2 separate regions of the Mus musculus genome follow, and region 1 is linked to region 2. A link is a contact called in public Hi-C data. All regions are on one chromosome and are shown on one strand. Each heading gives the region's core, a stretch centred on a gene start, on an enhancer-like site or on the middle of the called end of the contact. The rest is flanking DNA. Distances are from core to core; before and after follow the strand shown. Region 1 holds the start of Ptbp2 (polypyrimidine tract binding protein 2). Region 2 overlaps Ptbp2 (polypyrimidine tract binding protein 2).

Region 1 (5,489 bases), core at 574-3,073, 50 kb after region 2:
CTTACTCTTCTAATGATCAATGCTTAACTTTAAAACTTTTAAGATCTTTTATAAATTACCCAGGCCCTGGCAATACACAGATGCTCAGTGATAATTTTTTTTAACTATTATTTACCTGGAGGTTTTTTGTTTTTGTTTTTTGTTTTTTTTTTTTTTTAGAAATAATTTTGAACCATTCGACGTTTCAGTCAGTTTATGATCATTTTTAAGAACCTTTAACAGCAAGATGAAAATGCAGAAACACTATACTATTCCTAACGTGCTTATATACTGACATCAGCAACGTTGAGTGAGTTCTTTGGTAACCTAAACAAAATCTGGAAATTGGAAAACTGTCTGGGGATAATTCACATGTCTAAAGCTACATTTCCTGTGGTAAATAATATCCCATTAAGGTAATTTGTGGCAATGATGTTTAAAGCCTTTTTATTATCTCTTCTAAAACACCAGATAACTAACTCTAGACTGATAACCTATTGAATAAACTCGGATTTTACTTTCTTAGACTCGTCAAATCCAGACCCTCAATTTTAATAAAGGTTCATGTTCACTGGGTCTCTTTTCGTGCCCCTTCCTCTCTGTGGGCTGTGAACTGTGGCCCCCTTCTCTGAACAATGAGTTGAACTGGGTCGTTCGGGATGTGGAGTTAACAAGGGCGCGACATTGGTGAGCCTCCTCTTTTCTTCTCACAGCTCTCTCATCTCACTCAGCATCCTCCGGTCTTCACGCCCAGCCTCTCCAAAGATGCAACACGACTCTGATCCATGTTCCATATTTGCTTGGGGGGCTGGTGTGGGGGGGGGGGTGTTTGTTTTTATTTTTGTATTTTTTTTTCCTCCAGAAACTAATCAAAGTAGGGGGCGGGGGAAGGCCAACCCTGTGTGGATTATCTGTTGTCTGCCTTGCGTGGCTTGTGGCCTTTGCCCATGTGACTGATGCTGCCTCTCCAACACTTCATGGGGGTTTGGTTTTGTTTATGGCTTAATTTCTGGGCCCTGTGGGCCGAGCCCCGAATTCTTGTTGTTGTCGTTGTGGTGGTGGTAAAGGCATTCCGATGGCCTCCCGCCCCCGCTCCCAGACTCGGATGAAAACAAAGGAGTGTGACATGTGCCCTCCTCCCTCCCGCCGCCACGCGCCCTCCCCTTCCCCGCAGCTCCCACTCGGCGCTCCGGCCGCGGCGTTTCGGGCGAGGCCGGGGATGGCGGGCCTCGCTCAGGCTTCGCGCTCCGCACAGGCCTCCGCGGCTTGGCCCGCTCGCGCCCGCGCCGCCGCCGCCGCCGCCGCCGCCACCCCAGGGTTCGGGTCTCCCCGCGGCGTCGACATGGCTCCCGAGGGGGCAGGGCCGCCCCGGGCTTCCCGCCCCATCCCCCGCAGTCGGGCCGCCCCGCGTCCCCACAGCAGCCCCGAGGCCTCCCCGGCCTCCCAGCCGCGGCTGCGGTTCGAGCCGGTAGCCGGAGCGGCCGAGGGAAGCCCGGGGAGGGGTGTGTGTGATGGGGCGGGGGTTGGGTAACGGCGGCGCGGCCTGGGAGGGGCCGCCCGAGCCCCGCTTCCCGGGACCCGACCCGACCCGGATCCCGGCCGCCGCCTCGCCGGCCTCCTCTCCCTCGCCCATCTCCTCACGGGCTCCCGGTACCTACCCGTCCATTGCCGAACCGGACAAAGCTTCGCTCCCAAGAACCGAGCCACGCAGCCAGCGAGCCACACAAGCGGCGAGAAAATGGCGGCCAGGGCCCGACGGAAATTGCCGAAGGTGCCGGAGCGCACGGGGCAGCGCGCGGCGGCGGAAAGAGCCGAGCGCGCGGGCGCCCGGCGGCGGCGGGAGACGAGCGGCGGGGCACAGGGACCGGGGGAGTGGGCGCCTCCGCCGTTGGCTGCCTCCGCCCGCTTGCCCGCCCGCCCGCCCGCGCGCGCACTGCCTCCCGCCCTCGGAGACGAGCCCGCTGCAGTGGCTGGCTGACCTGGGTTCTTTCTCTTCCGTGGGCGGTGTGAGTGGGACAGCCTGCAGCCTGCACCGTGTGTGCCTCAGGCTAGCCCGGACTGCAACCCTGCTGCTCTCAGGCTGCTTCCACTCTTCCTTCCAACCTCAAGCTGCATTATTACCACAAAGGACCAATCCCAGGCCCGGCCCGGGCACCCTTCGCCCTCTCAGCTCTAGAGAAAAAGACTTTATAGCTGCATCCTAGACCTCGTTTACAAATTCTTCATCCTCAAAGAGCTTACCCCCCTGGTCAAGATCCATTGCTTAGGAAAATATAACAACATCTCCTAATTAAGGACTGCTCACCAGCTTAGTGTTTGCTTACAAACCTGGAATCAATCAGGCCAAGAGGAAGAAAAGGTGATTCTCATGTGGGTTGGTAATTTTTGTGCATCTGTTAGGAAAAACATATATTCCAAGATCCCTACATGGGAATGGCCACACGCTGAGCGAGCGAGGTGGCAGAAAGCGTTCCTGTATTCCAACATTTGGGGATATGGAAAGAGGAGGCCAATTGAGTTAGCATTAGTTACAGGGGATGAAAATGTTAAAACGGCCTAGACAAAAATCACTTTTCCATAGAACTAAAGGTCTTAATATCATAGAACATGTTTTCCGTTCTTCTTTAATGTATTTGTATCATAGCCCCAGCAACATTTGGTTTCGGAAAATGTTCCCGGCATGCCACTAATGCCAGCACCACCCTTTGCTCTTCCCTACCTCCTCCAGCACTTACCAACTGTGTCTGTCCAGGTGTCCTCCATACCTCCTCCAGATCTGCCGCGTCCCCTTCAAGAAGCCTCTTGCCCTTACCACCTGGAATTTCACCTCACTAAATGGGAGATTGTATATTATTTTTAAAAGATAAGTCAGAACCTGGCCCCAGCTACTCCAGAGGATGAAGAAACTTAGTGAGACCTTGTTTCAAAGGCAATCAACAACAACCACACACATATGTGCACTGTTGTTGCTCTAAGAACGTTTCCAAGCCACCACCTGGTCAAATAGTCTTGATTTGCCTTAGGGATTGTCGATTCTTTTTAAAAATCTAATTTCCGGCAACACCTCCCTTCTATCTATACTTTTGACTTATGATACGTAAAGGCCCCATTATCATTTCCATTAATAATAGTTTTTCATGGGTTGTGGTTTTGTTCACATAGTTTCAACTCAACAATTAAATCTGTATGCTCCCAGAGGGAGGGAGGGAGGGAGGGGATCCAGGATGCATTCTCCATCTTCTTCGCACTGGCACAATCAACACTGATAATTGGTTCTCGTTTTATCTCAGGGAAGACAATCTGGGTCAAGAAGAGCAGAACTTCTGTCAAGTGTCAGATGTTCACTAAACTACAACCTTTTGTTGGTCTTCTAATAAAGTATAAGGGCAAACCACAGCACAGTCAATATGCTGGCTTATTTAAGTCAACACTTCGGTAGGAAATATGTGAGGTAGTTCGCAAGGCAAGACACATAAAGCACTAGATTTTAAAATGTAGTAAAGAAATAAGGGTTTAAAGTTGGGAATGATGCTGATGTATCAGCACACAGCAATAGGCTCCTCTGGACATCTACCTGAGGTTTCTGTTTCAAGCCATTTGTTCAGTGGTAAACCGTGGCTGGGAAATATTAAGTGTAAAATCTAGACATGATTTATAGTTTAAAATTCTGCACCATTCTGAGGTAAAGCATAATGAAATCGCCTCCATCTCACTCTCCAGTCAGGACATGGGTCACCTCTATGTTCAGTGTATCAAGGCTAAACACGCTATCTTCCAGCTAGCTTATTCAATGAACAGGTGTCTTCGATCAGCTTAACTATCATGTTATCTCAAGGTTTGTATGTGCAGGAAGGAGTTCCTTAGTTACCTCAACTCCCAAAGCACGAGAGTAGTGCTCCTGGCAATCCGTATGCCAAGAAAGTGTCATATGTCAAGAAATCGTAAAATGCTTCCCTGGAGGTGAACAAGCAACCAAGTATTTCAAGACAGGAAACATATTCCCATGTCTTTCCTGAGTATGTTTTGTGCAGTTACTCTGTTTTTAGTATTGTTAATCTCTGGCTATGTCTAATATACGAATAGTGTGAGGTTAGCTTATCATACATTGTTTTGGGAAGATGGGCGTACAGAATGAAATAACAGATACAGAGGCTGCTAGCACCTGCAGTTGTAGGCATCTGGTAGCAGGACAAGACTGTAATCCCTGTGTGCTATATACCACAAAAACATATCCATGAAAGCCTGGCTTCGCGTTTGAGATGTTCCATTTGTTAGCTACGTGACACTGGACATGGTCAGCATAACCCAAGGATGAAGTTCATGAAAATGAGATTAAGAGTGACGTCATCATCCAAATTGGTGTCCAGTTGACAGCCTGGCCGCAGTCAATGCTTAAGAAGCGGTGCTGCTATCGCCTTGATTGTTGGTGATTGGTTGTTGTTCCTGTCACTGATACTATTCTCTGCAGAAGGAACAGGCCACACTTTTGGCTTTTGGAACTTCGGAGGCAGCCCGTATCCGTATAGCTGTATCTGTACAGAGATTCTTCACAAAGGTTAAACATGTCAGTAATGAAATTAGATTGGCACTCGTACAAATGAATAAACCAGGGGAAATGTCACCGGCAAATTTGTAAAGTCCCACCCATATGTCAATCTGTGTGCCTGTGTAGGTTAACTAGGGGCTGGATTATTAAACAGTGGAGGATGGCCAACCCTTGTAAATGCCGACTAGATTCAATTCATGTTTATGAAGTCCTAACAGAATAGGGCAATAAAAAGTGAAGTGGCTGGACAGTATTCTTTTCATACCCAGATCTTCTTTCAGTACAGTAATGTGTTCTTTTCCATCCGAATGGTAACTGTTTTGACCTTTCACAGAAAATTTTTCACTTATGTGAACAATCATTAAATCTAAATTTCAGCCTAGGCTAAGCCAAAATAAGGTCTAATACTGATGCAATAAAAGTAAGAAATGGGACCATGTTCACTTCCATAACATTTTATTCTTAGTCTGCTTAGGGTACTGGAGTATCAGTTAGTTTTCCAGTCTAACAAGAGAAATAATAATATACCAATTAATAGTATTTCATTTTTGAAAAGGTAATATGAACTCAAAGTAGAGAAAAGGACATTGAGAAGCTGTCAAAGCTTATGCAAACCCCCTGGAGAAGGGAAACAATCAAAGAGGGGCCATACTAGGTACTAGGTTGCTGGGCACCGAGCATGGGATGTAAAATAGATGTAAAGGCAATAAGTTCCTCTTTATCATGAAGAAAGTTATTCCTAACTGCCCTATAGTAAGGGTTTTACAATTTCCCAAATGTACTTTAACTGCCATGTGGAAAGGGTTTGACAATTTTCCAAATATACTTCAACTCAACTGAAACACGATGCTTATGACTTCAGAACATGTGAACTATGTCCCAGCAAATCTACTAGAAGAAGAAAGAGCATATATTTTAGGATCCTGCTCGCCATCCAGATTCCCTTCGCCGCCCACCTTTCCAT
Region 2 (5,827 bases), core at 2,047-4,546:
CTTTTGTCTCATAGGTATCTTCACATTTCATTCTTTTTTTTTTTTTTAAAGATTTTTTGAGACAGGGTTTCTCTGTATAACCCTGGCTGTCTTGGAACTCACATTGTAGACCAGGCTGGCCCCAAACTCAGAAATCCACCTGCCTTTGCCTCCCAAGTGCTGGGATTAAAGGCGTGCGCCACATTCTTTATAAATAACTATCATTAAAATATACTGCATTTAGTTACTTTTGCCACATTTCATTTCATGCTATCTTAGACTCTTTGAGACAAAAATAAAAAATAAAAATAAAAGCATTTAGTGAACCTGTCTTTAGTCCCCAGATACACCATGAAGCCAGTTTCTTAAAAACTAAACTGACCATCCTTACTCAATTATTCAGACAACCAATAGATCCTTCAGCAAACATTAATTAACATTTTGGATAATTATAATCTATCTTCATAAAATAGAGAATGCCTGGAAGCTTATTTTTTTGGTAAGCTTTTGATGCTAAGACGCTAATAACTCCAGTATAAAATTCACATTTCACAGATAACATTATCCTTAAGATCTTGCTCTGTAACCTTTTGTAGCACCATCTCATTCCTATTTATTCTATGTGCCATTCAAAATATTTGTCCCTTGTGAAACACAGCGCAGACTTTGTGTCACCTTTGCTTACACTGCACACAGAGCTCCTTAGACCCTCCTGATTCTTTAGAAGATACATCAGCTATTTCTGATCATGAATCACAGATTTCACTCTCAGAAAACAACACTACATTTATTATCTTAAATCAAAACTATTCTTGGGAATCACCTCCCACTAGAATATAAAATATCATCAGACACCTTGGTATTCTGTTCAAAGTAATATGAAAAAATATGCTTAAAATCAAGAACCTAATTGAAACCTTCTGTATGTATCTTGTGTTTTCTCGTTGATGAAACTCTCCTGTATAACTTCACCTCAAGCTACCTTCTTCTGTTGCACTAACTGCACACACAGATGTGATGTAAATCTTTAGGAAGCTTTTCTGAGTTTCATACATGTCATCAGTAGCTGTCATCTTTCTGTTTTATTATTCTGGTGAGACAAGGTCTCACACTAGGTGCTTCAGACAGTTCTTGAATTCATGACATTCCTGCCTCAGCCTCCCAAATAGGATTACAGGTGCACATGACTATAGTAAGCTTATAGTTAAGTCTGCAGCATGGTTTCATTGTAACAAGTCTTCTAGAGCCAAAGGCTATTATAGAACTGTTATAGAATTCAGGCTATTCAGTCTTAAAATCCTCAATCTTCTTGGTCCTGTTCTGAGATTACAGACTGGTGTCATGACAGTTGTTCCCCAATTTCTTTTCTAAAAGAATTAAGATGTAAACATTAAGAGTATACAAAAATTCAACTACAGTAATATAAGACACAGATTAATAGACCAAGAATCCACATTTTCTCAGATCATCTTTGAACATACATTATATATGCATTAAGACTGCTCCTGGAATAACATGGGACACTATGGTACAGTAAGTTTTCCAAGTTACTGGAGTCTTTCCTAAAATAATGTTTAAAAGGTATGATATAAAGCCAGCAAGTCATTCAACAACATTACCAAGTATTATATACTGTACATTAACTATATTCACTATATGTTTATACAGTAGGCAGCACAACTGTTTCATGTCTCTCATGAGACAATGTTACTATACAGTAGCATTTTTTACCTATATTACAATCTAATGAGAACATCTTCTCTAGATGAATCCATCTCTGACTGAAACACTTAGTAAATGGTTGTATTTTAAATGTTCCTGCCACAACAAATGACATAAAGAACTTTAAGTAGAGATAAAATCTGAAGTAGTTTTTCTTTAAACTGGTATTTTTCTAGTTATTCTGTAGGGAGAAACTATCCTTAAAATAATCTGTCTAGGTATTTGACAGTGGAGTCAAATTTTTAAATAGGAACTAAATAATGGGAGACAGGACAGAGTGCTGCTAATCCTTGTATTCACGCGTTCACAACTCTTCACTAGCACTAGTCTCTTTAAAAAAGGTACTTAATTCTAGCAACGCCTTAATAATTGAAGGGAACCTTTTGATTCACAAAATTAACAAGCAGCGTTTCCATCTTTCTAAGCATGTTTTACTAATGGTTCAATAGAAACTTTAGAAGTAGAAACCACTATGAACAAATTAAAAAATGTTAAAAATATTAAAAACTACAGTAATTCATGTTTTTTGAACATACACAGATGAAAAACCAGGTCTTACTAGCATATATTATGGAAACAATGAAAACAGCTCTATTACTGCTACAATACTCACTTACAGTTTTTTCTCCTGGTGCTATGATAAAATACTTAATATAACATGTATAATGGAATGTCTTGTAAAAGCTGTTTACATTTTTCTGCATAAGTTATAGAATCACAAAAAAGGGAACCAATGGCAAATGTAATTTCAGGAAATGTTTTTTTAAAAGCAGAAGACTGACAGAAAGGCACTAAAATTATTCAAAATAATTTTGAAAGAAAATGACAAAATGATGGAAAGATGTTTATAATACTGAATATAGAGCTAGAGTAAACAAGGTAGTAAGGTACCGATAGAAACACGCAAGCATGAATGGAACATAAACACACACCAGAAAATATTTGAAAAAGAACGGATGTAACTCAATAGAGGTTCAGCCTTGGTTAGACTGGGAGAATCGGCTAGTTTGAAACAACGACAAAAAATTTTCGAAAAAACTAAAACCAAAAGTGCTAGAAAAGAGACCACACCTTCACGATTGAACCTCACAAACCACTAAGACAAGACAGTAAATTAGACCTCATCAAAATGATGGGTCTGTGCTATGGAAGCTGCTGCTGAGGGATGGAAGAGACTCCCCAGTTGTACTGTGCTATGTGGACACTCTACAGTCTAAGAAGCGACGTGGAAGTAGAACAAAGACTATTTGAGAAGTGAAAGGGAAAGGCTAGAAGGGCCAAGCAAAGAAAGTAAAAAGGTCCAATTTATTATGACTAAACTGAAAACTTCTCACTGCCTCAGTCACACCAGGGTCTGTTTCTGTTCTCACAATTATGACAAGAGGTATAATGTATTATCTTCTGCTATTTATTAAGAAAATACTATTGCTTTCTGATCTTTTTTGATTCATGGGGATGCGTTTCTTTGGAGAAAGAAATATATCTAACCTGGGATAAACTTTGATTAGTAGCTTTGTTAAGTCCCCTGCCCAGTTCCTTCCATTCTGGAGTCAGAGAAAGGGCAAGTGAGTCAACAATCACACATGAATAAACTGCATCAATGACTCCCTAGGCTACTCTCGCAGGCTACTAGAACCTGGAAGCAATGGCTCCTAAAGTATAAAGCAGATACTGGGAATAATCTAGCCTATACCCTGTACCAATTCATAAACTTCACAACAATGAATGCTTGTACCCAGTCATAATTAAAACAACTAAATACATGCAAATGTTTTGTCTAGCAACTGTATTTGTTAGCAAAGAAACTGAGGAATTTTTTGCTCTACACTGCCTTAAAGATAGGCTGAGTCATAGCATATGCCCAAAAGGGTCTGAGGTTCGGGGCTTAGTCTGCAGTACTGCTTCCAGCCCCAAAAGTAAGTGAAAGAAAGACCAGAATTATTTCGCACACACACTCTATGACAAGGCAAAGGTCTAGCTTATTGAGGGGGAAAAAAAAAACCTTAAGTTTTTGCTAACTAATGAAAAAGAAGTATGTGAAAGGAGGACAATCTTTCAAACTCCTCATTCTGATGAAAGATACTAAGGCAGAAGTCACTAGTGAATACTAACCGGTTAGCAGAAAACTAGAATGAAGGCTTCATGTGGTAATAGTAAGTCACAACCACTCTCCAGCACAACCAAGTGAGGAGCCATGGAGGAACCAGATGCTAGTGTCTTCTTCAGAGATGCAGTAAGCCCAAACGCAGTGCACACAGGAAGAATGTATGACCCCGCAGGGAAACAACCAGAGCAGTGTATAACTAGCAACTTTCTAAAAGCTTAATTTAATGTTTTTTGTCTTTTTATCAAACCAATAAAACTGAAGTTGGGACAGAAAAGAGGGCTTATCACAGTACAAAAAGAAATTATGCAGATAAATAACAACTAACATCAATTATCTCTCTCAGAATCTTGCTCTGTACAAGGCTACCTTAAAAAGATGAACAAACAAAAAGCCACTTTTTTTTTTAAATATAGGGACTGGCACAGGACCCTGAGTTACATATTGAGATTGTATCTAAAAAGACCAAACATAAATAAATACCTTTTAAAACTAAGAAATTTTGATGCAGGTTAAATATTTCGTCACATTAAGAAATTTCTGCCTAGCAGCCAGGAACAAAAACATAGGCCAACAGTGAGACAATATGGAGAGAGGGAAGAGACCTTGAAATGTTCAGCCCCAAAAGGTTATGTCTCAGTCAAAATCCCTCACCTCTGGGCTCAGGGCACTCAGTAGAAGAGGTGGGCAGAGTTTAAAAGCCGGAGGGGAAGAAGGTTACCGAGGACACAAAACCCTGTAAATCAACAGGATCAATGCACACAGACTGAGGGAGGGTCTGCCCAGGTCTGCACCAGGGTCCTAGAACCGAAAGCAGAAGTAGACACGTCTCATTCCTAACCTAAAAGCAATCTCCTACTGATAACCTCTGGTGAATGAAAATTAGTTTTCTTCAAGGGAGTCTCATTGAAAACACAAAGCACTCTTTAAGGGCAAAGCCCCAGGCTCAGCCATAGATGGCCAATAGAAAATGAACTCACTGTCTTTAAGAAGTTCCTGTCTCATGTCATGTCATGTCAAGTCATGGTCTTTTCCTCCTTTTAATTTTTATTTTTACTTTTTTAAATTTATTTTTTCTTTTATTATACTACATGGCCTTTATATGGTTTCCAGTTTTGTGTTTTTTATGGGATTAATAAGTTTCTATATCTACATGTGTTTCTTACACCTTTTGATTTTTCTTTACTAGTTTTGTCGTATGCTGATTTGATAGTTTTTGTTTTATCTTGGTACTATCCTTTAGAAGCCTTTTTGTTTACTACTGAGAGACAAAAAGGGACTGGATTTGACTGGGGGAGGGTAGGATGGAACTAGGAGGAGGAGAGGGAGGGGAAAGCATAATCAGGATATACTATCTAAGCGAAAAACTGCTCTCAATGAAAGAATAAATAAATTTAAAAACGAGGGAGAAAGAAAACCCTCTGCCTGGTTTGGTGACACAGGAGGGCATGGAATCCCAGCATGCAGGAGGCTGAAGAATAAAACATTTTAGTCTAAGGGCAGTCTGTTCTACATAGCAATTTGCAAGGCCATACTGGAACCTGGACCACATAGTGAGACTCTTGTTTCTACTCAATTAATCAGAAATTCTTGATGTGGTAGATAAATTTTGTTTTGGTAAAAAATCTGGGGATATTGTTGTGATAGTTAAGATATGACTTTGATTTAAAACACAATAGAAATAAAAACAAGTAAATTCACAGTGATCACTACTAATCTTATTACAGAAATGTGGGATTCATTCTAAGACATGGAAGACTGACATATAAATGTAATTTATAAAATATTACCATGTGAATGACCCACTTAAAAGCAACAATAGAAAAAGCTTCCAAGGTTTTAAATAAACTTGGTAATTTTAGGATTACACATAAAAGGGGGAAACATAGTAAACCTAGATTAACAATAACATTTTATCAGAATTATACCAAGTAAATTATGACATGAATATTAAAATAGACTGTGCAATGATGTCTTTTTATGAGGACATAATAAGTAATTACTAAAACCCTAAAATTTGGT

Evidence for each region. A called contact is a pair of places that touch in the nucleus more often than the background predicts.
Region 1: a Hi-C map of conventional type 1 dendritic cells shows a contact between it and region 2, with 2.0 times the contacts expected there. The contact joins the promoter of Ptbp2 here to the enhancer-like site in region 2. A contact is called at or near these places in 6 of 39 promoter capture datasets (the C10 cell line, the HPC-7 cell line, hematopoietic stem and progenitor cells and 3 more), 1 of 15 datasets of contacts at CTCF or cohesin (the NIH/3T3 cell line), 6 of 484 Hi-C or Micro-C datasets (the G1E-ER4 cell line, conventional type 1 dendritic cells, liver and 3 more), 7 of 115 datasets of contacts at active chromatin or transcription factors (the 230-238 cell line, CD8 T cells, the SCID.adh cell line and 2 more) and 5 of 9 other capture datasets (adipose tissue, bone marrow-derived macrophages, liver and 2 more).

What each region holds. Positions count from the first base shown.
Region 1 is chr3:119,781,565-119,787,053 of GRCm38.p6, forward strand. Ptbp2 (polypyrimidine tract binding protein 2) reads right to left here and starts at 1,824. Exons shown (of 14, transcript NM_001310711.1): 1 at 1,638-1,824. The coding sequence starts at 1,645.
Region 2 is chr3:119,730,530-119,736,356 of GRCm38.p6, forward strand. The region is part of intron 8 of Ptbp2 (polypyrimidine tract binding protein 2); the gene reads right to left. Among named protein-coding and RNA genes, the nearest start is that of Ptbp2, 50 kb to the right of the region's middle. Within about 2 kb of position 3,297, at least 4 of the 459 cell types and tissues checked have an H3K27ac peak or open chromatin away from gene starts, as enhancers often do. A contact at or near this core is called in conventional type 1 dendritic cells, where this site is marked.